Regions from separate parts of the Bombyx mori genome. Here region 2 is linked to region 1. The links are chromatin contacts, called in public Hi-C maps. All regions are on one chromosome and are shown on one strand. The core of a region is the stretch at or near the end of the contact, and the rest is flanking DNA. Distances in the headings are between cores, read along the strand shown. Region 1 overlaps LOC101739525 (hypoxia-inducible factor 1-alpha). Region 2 overlaps LOC101739525 (hypoxia-inducible factor 1-alpha).

Region 1 (4,582 bases), core at 1,171-3,670:
CTTAAAGACGAGCCGGAAGATCTGACACATTTGGCGCCCACCGCCGGTGACGCTTGTATTCCACTGGAGAACAGTCCTTTTGATATGTTTGATGAGTTTATATTGAGCGATAACTATTGTAGTTTGCTCGGCGATGATTTAGCTAACGGATCGCCGGTAGATCCTCTAGCTCCCGATCCCTCATTACTATCATCGCCTGAATCACAGGTAACCAAACGTTTATAAGTATTCACGAATGTGTTACTTCTCTATTAAATTTCCAACAGATTTTACTTTAGAATTGTCGTTTTAGGAAAATGATTCGTCTTGCGAACAATCCTCATTACTGACAGAGCTGTCGCTGGATGCTTTCGATAATACAAGGTCGGACGAGATTGACGACAGCAATTCGCCATTTATACCTATAAGCGATGAGCTTCCCGTGCTGGAGCCGGCTGTCATGTGGGGAGCCCTGCCTGACAGTGTTAGCCAGGCCAGACCGCAACCTTCCGAGACGCACACATCACCGGCACCGGCATTACAACGCTTACTCACGGGTCCGCCCCCTCAGGATCTCATTACCAGCATATACTCAGACCAAGGTAATCAGTCGTCTAATCAACTTTTATTAAAATTTTATAAGATCCTTTTCACATTTTAAGTATTTTTAGGTCTAATGCCAAGCAGAAGCATATCAACTTGGGATACGGGAGTGAAACGAGTGATGAAAGAGGAAGAAGAGCCTAGTGCCAAACGCGTGAAGCGTAGTCCCTCCCCAGTTGCACCAAAACCGAAATCGCAATCGTCGAGTGTCCTCATGAACCTCCTGGTGAGCGGCTGTGACGTAGACGCCGGTTACATCTGCATGGTTCAGTGCCGGCCGCGTCAAAAAGCGAAAGCTTGAAATTTGAGCTCTCCAACTAAAAATAAACTGTGATAATTCGCGTCCAGTGTTCGACTATCGAGTGTAGCAAATCTTACTGCAAGCAACTCTGTTCTGGTCGTTACGAATCGAAGTGCCGTCGTTTCTTGTGATATACTCAGTTCGACTTAATCAGTCCGGGGGACGATAAACGCAGCGGGCCGGATTGAAGTCTGCCTAGACAATTCAATGAGGCGGATGGGACGTTGGAGTCGATTAGAACTGCTTAGTGTAATTAATCTTCCACAGACTTGCAATCTCGTGCTTCGCCCGAGGGCGTAACTTAGACTAGGAGACTTGCGGGTAAACCCGTTTTTATTCTTTATTACATACAACGTACGATTCTAATCGAACTATGTTTTGTTAAGTGCTTAAGTTAACGTGCGCATATCGTTGTGGTTATGTGATTGACTGTTGAATCGTTCCTAGTATATTGTAGTTACCGTGTCGGTTAATAATAAAATGACAATTAATATATTAAAGTATTTAATGAATATGTGAACCGACTCTTCAGTGAAATTTAAAATCGAATTGAACAGTTCGTATCGATCGAATGCAGACCACTGCAATCGGTTCACGGAATATAGCTCTGTATTATTTATAAATTTTATAATATGTACTGTTAGTTTTCTAGAAATATAAATTATGTTATATATACAACGAAATAGCGTTCTTTAAGTCGACGACATAGATTATTTTTTTGGGTAACGTGTATTTTACGAGAGTTTATGTAGGTAGTCGTAGTTTTCATGGCAGTTTCGGAAAATAATAAATCGATAATGCACGCTCTGCACTAGCGGCAAGCTCTCGAGAGCCGCGTGTTGAATATTCCTTTGCCGTCAATGCGCCGTGTCGGTCACGTGCATACAGGTACTGCTGCTATGACATTTTACGCTATTTAAAACAACCAGAGGGGGAACCTTATGAGATTTTTCTTAGGTTTACAAGATTGTGAGAACGATTAAAAGACTATTAGTATGTAACGGAATCTTTGAACATGATTTTGACCCCCTTCAAAACGTCGGATTAACTCGAAATTTGGTATACTTATTACGGACCGATGACAATTCAATAAAAAAAAAAAAATGAAAAATAAATAATAATTTAAAGAAACCAACAAAATACGCTTTTATAGAAAATTCAACTAAAAAATAGAAAATAAATCTGAATTCAAAATAGTGTAAGAAAAAAACGATTTTATTGTAAAAAAAGCGTGGGGTGCATGGTATCATTAGTTATAACTATTTTACGAACAGATATGAGTAGAAGGGTTATTTTGATAATATCCTGAATGGTACGCCATGCTTTTTTTTACAAAAAAAATATCTTTTTTTTTATATTGTGTTTGTATTACATGTTTCCCGAAAAGACACAAAACAAAATTAACGGGCATTAATTCGATCTTTCATCGTCGGTTCTAGCTGTTTTGCGGTTAGTCAGAGACGAATAGGAGCTATTTTATGCCGGATAAAAGTCCCAACGCCAATAAGCAAGAAGCGTTCGAACAAACGGGATCGCGTAATCAGCTACATTCCTGTTTCAGAGCGCTCGTGTCGCGAGTGCAGAGCGCTAATATTATGATCTTTCCACTGCCAGAAGCAGAGTACTATGTTGAATGTAGGAATATTTAAATTTCGTTCCAGGCAAAGGTCTTGAAATATTAATCCCTTGCAGACGTAATAATACTCACGACCAGCATTAAATGAACTAAACACTATGCACGCGGATGCTGTGTTTTCATAAGTCAAAAAAAAGCAAAGAAAGACGTTCCACAATTATGTGGACAGAAATAGTCACGAAGAGATTACGCAACGAATGTTTGTAGAATGATATTATTCTTTATCGGTGATGTAATAAATGAACAAAAAATACATTTTATTGTAAAAATGGTGCACGATGTTATTTCATTGATCCGTCCTCGTTCATCCTTTCCCTCCTTCCCGAGAGCATTAACTTTGACTTTATTATGAAGAGTTATAATGACACAGCATCGAAGAGATCTGTTTTAGGAAATTGACATTTATGATGACAGGACGAAAGTTGCAAACAGGTTTCGGTATAAATTGACAGTCACTTTCATAAAGGATTCCTTAGTACCAGCCCGCGTTAAATTATGAAAAAGTTTGTCTTTTGAATATTCTAAGTAACTAAAGTTGATTTATTTTAATAACGCTTCTCTTTTGATACATTGAACAGATAAAATCGAACGACAAAACCCTTTTATTGTTTCCATGTTTGGACAGAAATGACGCCACGAAAAACTGTATGGAATAATGTGGAACTACTTGAAATTAATTTGAATGAATTTTGAGTCTCTAATCATATAAAAAATAGTTTAAAACATGGAAAGAGCATATTAAACGATTTATCATGAATATGTCCTTTTAATTTAGTAGTAGATGTTTTCGCGACGCAGCTGCCTCTGAGCTGTTAGGTTTCCCTTGGAGGTGCTCGGGCAGCTGTTAGTAAATCCCACCTATTACGACAAAGCCCGCGCCCGCCAGTTTGTCCTGGTGAAACTGAAAAAGCGTTTGGGCCTCCAGTAATGCTTTATTCCAAAAAAATATCGCCTCTCCGATCTACACGGATCTGTTGTGACTAATCCCTAATTCCTAGCTTCAATTAGTAGAGGGTTTTCTCTCTCAGGATCTTTCACTAATTAAGAGCCACTGATCTAAATAGGCAAGGCTTTTGTGTCCTTCGTCCTGTACTGCAGTATAGTTGAGTTGCAAGATCCGGCTTGTGCATTTGTACAGGAGACTTACAACATGCCGTTTGGGCTTAATTCGGCTTATGGTCTTTGGGCGTGCTCTTTTAATTGTAAAATAAAATGAAATAATACAGTCAGATATTTTTTTATTGTTTAGATGGGTTGACGTGTTCACAGCCCACCCGGTGTTGCTTATGGTCTTTGGGCGTGCTCTTTTAATTGTAAAATAAAATGAAATAATACAGTCAGATATTTTTTTTATTGTTTAGATGGGTTGACGTGTTCACAGCCCACCCGGTGTTAAGTGGTTACTGGAGCCCATAGATATTTACAGCATAAATGCGCCACCCACCTTGAGATATAAGTTCCATGGTCTCAGTATAGTTACAACGGCTACCCCACCCTTCAAACCGAAACGCATTACTGCTTCACGGCAGAAATAGACAGGGTGGTGGTACCTACCCGTGCGGACTGACAATTGTATTCTCGCCTCATCTATATTCTCATTTGTATTCAGGCCCACTGTTATCATATAAGTGCATCTCATTTCAGCCTCAGATATTAAATTAATGTATTAAAATGATTTATCGTAAAGTTCACCACTATCCCTGATCCTGCACATTATTTTCCTGTTCAAGGCGACCGATAACAGTCGAGTGATTTATGGGGGTCGTTGATTTTTATCTTTACGTACAGTTGATTGTAATTCCGAATCGCGATAGGCATAAAGTACACCCCAAGTTCAAATGGCAACACTGTTACTATATGTTCAGATGTGACGGAGCCCGTCTGATTTGCGATATTTCTCCTCGTACCTATGTACAATGTACGTTGTAAAAATAGGTAAAAAAATATATCGAAAAGTCATCCGCAATGTGGGTCAATAACGTTGGCCAATCTACACTTCTATACTAATATTATAAAGAGGAAAGATTTGTTTGTATTGAATAGGCTCCGAAACTACTGAACTG
Region 2 (4,582 bases), core at 1,418-3,917, 42 kb before region 1:
TAAGTTTTCGAAGCCACTCTTCCGCTTTCATCGTTCAACCTGCGAAGGTCGTTCTCACACGTGCAAGTTTAGTTTATGAGTTGCGTAATTAGCACGTAACGTCAAAATCACATTTTTGTTTGGAACGCAAGGTCGGATGTTTCATTACGAAAGACTCAATAATTTTCTTCAAACGTTGAACACTAGAGAAAGTACATGACTATAAGCAATGTGACCTGTGACCCTGTGCCAATAAGTAGGGTCCACGGACACAGTTAAGTGGTTACCGGAGCCCATAGACATCTAAAGCGTAAATGCCGCCACCCAGTTTGAGATATAAGTTCTAAAGTCTCAGTATAGTTACAACGGCTGCCCCGCCCTTCAAACCGAAACGCATTACTGCTTCACGACAGAAATTGACAGGGTGGTGGTACCTACCCGTGCGAACTCACAAGAGGTCCTACCGCCAGTAAGCCAGTAAGTCTCGACGATATTAGCTCTGTAATCATGATGAACGCTTAAAATTCTAAGTAAAAGTCTTTACATACAATACGATTATTGACGATTATCGACTCTCCGACTTCGATTTATGTATTCGAATTTTGAAACTGGTTTGTTCAATAGTACGTCATTAATAAAATTCCACAACAATGAACTGAAGCAACTTCAGCGGTGTAGTTAGATCTTCACGATTTATCGTAGAGTGTGTGTTGGCGTTAGTTTTAGTGTATTTGGTCGTGCTTTGTTGACGCGCTATTTTTTATTTTGAGTTCAAACCTCGTTATCGACACTTTCTCGAAGTTTCTAGCACCACACAATCGATACACGATAGTTGCAGGATGAGTGGTTTGTGTGCGAGTGACAATTGTCTGTGTTTCCACAGTGGTTCAACTAGCTTGTCAATGTAAAAACAATTCGATTAATCGGGTCATCGGTAAAACGCACAAAAACCAAGATCGTTTCGCTCCGACTGCTACTCGCGCTACTGTTGCTGTTAGTAACGATACAAATGTTGGTGGGTTGATGTAGGACAAGCCAAACTAGAAACTGACGCATAATTTTAATAGTATCTAAACTGTTTGTGGATTCAACGGTCAGTGGGTCTATCAAGGCCGATAAATCGTTATCGTGTCGTTGATTATAAAACACTCTCAAGCAAATGATCTGATGATGCAGCGATCGTCGAAAGAACGCGCTGAAGGCAGACGGTTTCAAATCGATTATTCTAGAATCCTTTTACGGAAGGCTTTGTTAAGTGAGTTTGTATCAGAACCCCTTTGTCTCCAATAGCATTTGGTATTTTCTATATCCCCCACAATGCCAATAGGCGGTTTCGTTTGATGGGTATTCTTGCCGTCGTTTCAATATAATTACCACTTCCAGCTCGTGTTCCAAGGGAAAACAAAATTGGTGATGGTAACATTAATGAACACTAATCAAAATCGTTAAAATTATTATTGCGTAATAAATCTCAATAATACGTTACGTAAACAGCTGAATCGTGTTTTGATTCATATAATAATTGCGTCTTCATTTATATAATTATTTTGATTGCATTTCTTTTTCATTGTTAAGGACTAAAATAACAATATTCATTTTTACTCATAGAATCAGTGCTATTTGAAAAGGAAAATTGTAATCACGTGAAAGAAAATAATTAATCTCATAATTGAATTTTAATGAATTATAATTTGCGTTCTAAATATTCCTTTACGCTTGTTAAAATATCAACAACAACAACATACATACAGATCTTATCGGAAAATTAGATTAGTACAAGTGTTGATGTAAACAAGTTTATGATCTCGTCGTGTTTACTCGCGTCCAAAAACAATTTTACTTCGCTTCCACGTTTCACATTTGAAATGTTCAACTGAAACGGCCTTCGGATTATTTCATCGAATCAATTGTTTCCGCGACAACTTCGGCCCGAATGTGCCCAAATGGCCCGCAGGTCGCGGACCGTGTTCATTCATGTCAACGGCCATTTGACTTGGTAACAGATTACAATCATTGAACGCGCGTAATGAACACGCTGTGAACACGCGTCGTCTACGTGATAGATAAAATACCTATATTTCGAATAATAATTCAATTAACATAGGTAGACGGTGTTTTTTCAGGATATCTGAATGTAATTATTTTTTCCCCTACCTAAGCTGAGAGCCTTGAGAAGCTATTTCAGCGTAACCTTAACTAGTAGGTGAGCTCACGGGGTTCAAACCTGACGGCGTTGCTAACACAAACCCTAGTAAGAGCCGTGCTTCGCAGAATCTACCACCGGATCGGAAACGCGACCCACTGAGAAGATCCGGCGAGAAACTCAGTGGGCTGTGTCCAGAGGGTTAATTTGACGAGAACGATGACCGTTGCTTGAGGTACCTAAAAGCATCGTTACTGGATCGGGAGGATCCGAAATGACGTGTTTGAATGTAAAAGGATTCATTAATTGAAAATTTTAAATATTTTTTGATGCACTGACAACATTGATTTGATTTCAAAACTAAAATCTATGTAAAACAGTCGAGAGAAATCAACGAAACAAATATATTTAGTTTGAATGGGATTGTGTCCGTTCATGGCTCAATTAACAGATATCTTTCTGGTGAGCTACTAAGGAAATGATGTATTACAGTGTTCCCCCTACGGCAGTTTGAAGTCACATGATCGAAACGATTTAAATTTCGTTCCGCAGTCGCTGTATCTGGCACACGAACCGCTTGTTTATTGTCTCTGCGGAGAGTGTAAGCGGAATGGTTGATGCTCACGTCATAGCTTTTTCTTTTTGGCAATTTTGTGTCCTTGTTTTTTTATTTTTTTATTTCTTAGATGGGTGGACGAACTCACAGCCCACCTGGTGTTAAGTGGTTACTGGAGCCCATAGACATCTACAACGTAAATGCGCCACCCACCTTGAGATATAAGTTCTAAGATCTCGGTATAGTTACAACGGCTGTCCCACCCTTCAAACCGAAACGCATTACTGCTTCACGGCAGAAATAGGCAGGGCGGTGGTATCTACCCGCGCGGACTCACAAGAGGTCCTACCACCAGTAAAAAATTCTGTCGCGTAAAACCATCGAGCAGCGGTATAATGCAATATGTGGAAACTAGAAATCGCACAGTTCGTTTTTACGTGGCTTAGATCACATATGATTGTTGACTCATTTGGTTCTCATATCCTGTTTGAATGTTTCTATCTTTAGTGCTAGGTATAATTCGTGTTGTTTTCGTAAATTTTTTTGGCATACATCTAGACTATGGTATCATAAGATATTACTGGCTAAATTATGTTGCTACTAGCTGACCCGACAAACGTTGTTTTGCCATATAAATAATTTTTAAGAAAGATAAATAACCTATATACCGTGTGCAGCGCCATCTGCCGGGCTGATTTGTGAATCTAAACCATCCAGGGCGCCACCAAAATACATACAAAAAAATCATTCAAATCGATTCAGGAGCTGCTTAGGAGGAGTTCAGTGACAAACACACGCACAGAAGAGTGTTATTTTTATGACGTTTTTACAGTTTTTTTTTAAATTTATTTTGTGCCTGTTGCAATGGCAACATTCTATTAGGTTCAGACAGAGATAGCAGTTTAAGGTTAGAGGGGGTAGGTGGAAAAGGAAAAAGTTTTAGAAAGACGTGTACGAAGTGATTGTGAAGTAAAATAAAGAATTTCGCTATATTCATCCCGCTTTTACTCATGAACGATCCCACATATATAAAGATAAATTTACCTGTAATTGAAGCTTAATTAGAATGAATAAAGACGTTAGTAATGTAGGTAACTATTGATAGCAATGCGCAACGCAAAGATAACATTATTGTTATGTTCACGCTTCGATCACGATTCTTCCGGTTATGGCCTTGAACTTGAACGAGAATCGTGAGTGATTCACATTGTACACATTTTTGTACATCACTATTTGGCGCACTAGCCAACTTTCCCCGGAAAATGATAGTAATTATCTAAAATAACAGCTGTTTATAGAAGGAAGTTACTGGTGGTAGGAGTTAGGACCTCTTGTGAGTCCGCGCGGGTAGTTACCACCACCCTGCCGATTTCTACCGTGAAGCAGTAATGCGTTTCGGTTTGAAGGGTGGGGCAGCCGTTGTAACTATACTTGAGACCTTAGAACTTATATCTCAAGGTGGGTGGCGCATTTACGGTGTCTATGGGCTCCAGTAACCACTTAACATCACTTGGGCTGTGAGCTCGTCTACCCAACTACGCAATAAAAAAAATAAAAAAAATTAAAATTGAAGGGAATTTTAAATATAAATAGTAAATAGTTTAGGTTGCAAGATTGTAAAATGTATAGTACCGAAACAATAATCGTGAAGCCGGACCCGTATAGTTTGAATAAAGTCGGGGGACAGAAGAAATAAATGTTTTTTTTTTCTTTTTGTGCGAGAGAATCTAATTTGACCCGATCCAATTTAAAAAGGCTCGGCGGTATAATCGCCTGGAAACGGGCCCTTCTTCACGCCGCCGAGATCCTCGGCAGTCCGATACATTCCGACGCCGTTCAGTCGGAATTTAACGATTGTCAACTGAAAACTACGCGAGATTAGACCTTCGGGCATCTCGACGGAG

What was found. A called contact is a pair of places that touch in the nucleus more often than the background predicts.
Region 2: a Hi-C map of middle silk gland shows a contact between it and region 1, with 2.0 times the contacts expected there. The contact joins two enhancer-like sites. A contact is called at or near these places in 5 of 7 Hi-C or Micro-C datasets (middle silk gland, midgut, an unstated tissue and 1 more).

What each region holds. Positions count from the first base shown.
Region 1 is chr25:11,367,964-11,372,545 of ASM3026992v2, reverse strand. LOC101739525 (hypoxia-inducible factor 1-alpha) reads left to right here. Exons shown (of 12, transcript XM_062676166.1): 9 at 1-207; 10 at 293-581; 11 at 651-808. Among protein-coding and RNA genes, the nearest start is that of LOC101739665, 15 kb to the right of the region's middle. Within about 2 kb of position 2,420, at least 5 of the 8 cell types and tissues checked have open chromatin away from gene starts, as enhancers often do.
Region 2 is chr25:11,410,061-11,414,642 of ASM3026992v2, reverse strand. The region is part of intron 6 of LOC101739525 (hypoxia-inducible factor 1-alpha); the gene reads left to right. Among protein-coding and RNA genes, the nearest start is that of LOC101739665, 57 kb to the right of the region's middle. Within about 2 kb of position 2,667, at least 2 of the 8 cell types and tissues checked have open chromatin away from gene starts, as enhancers often do.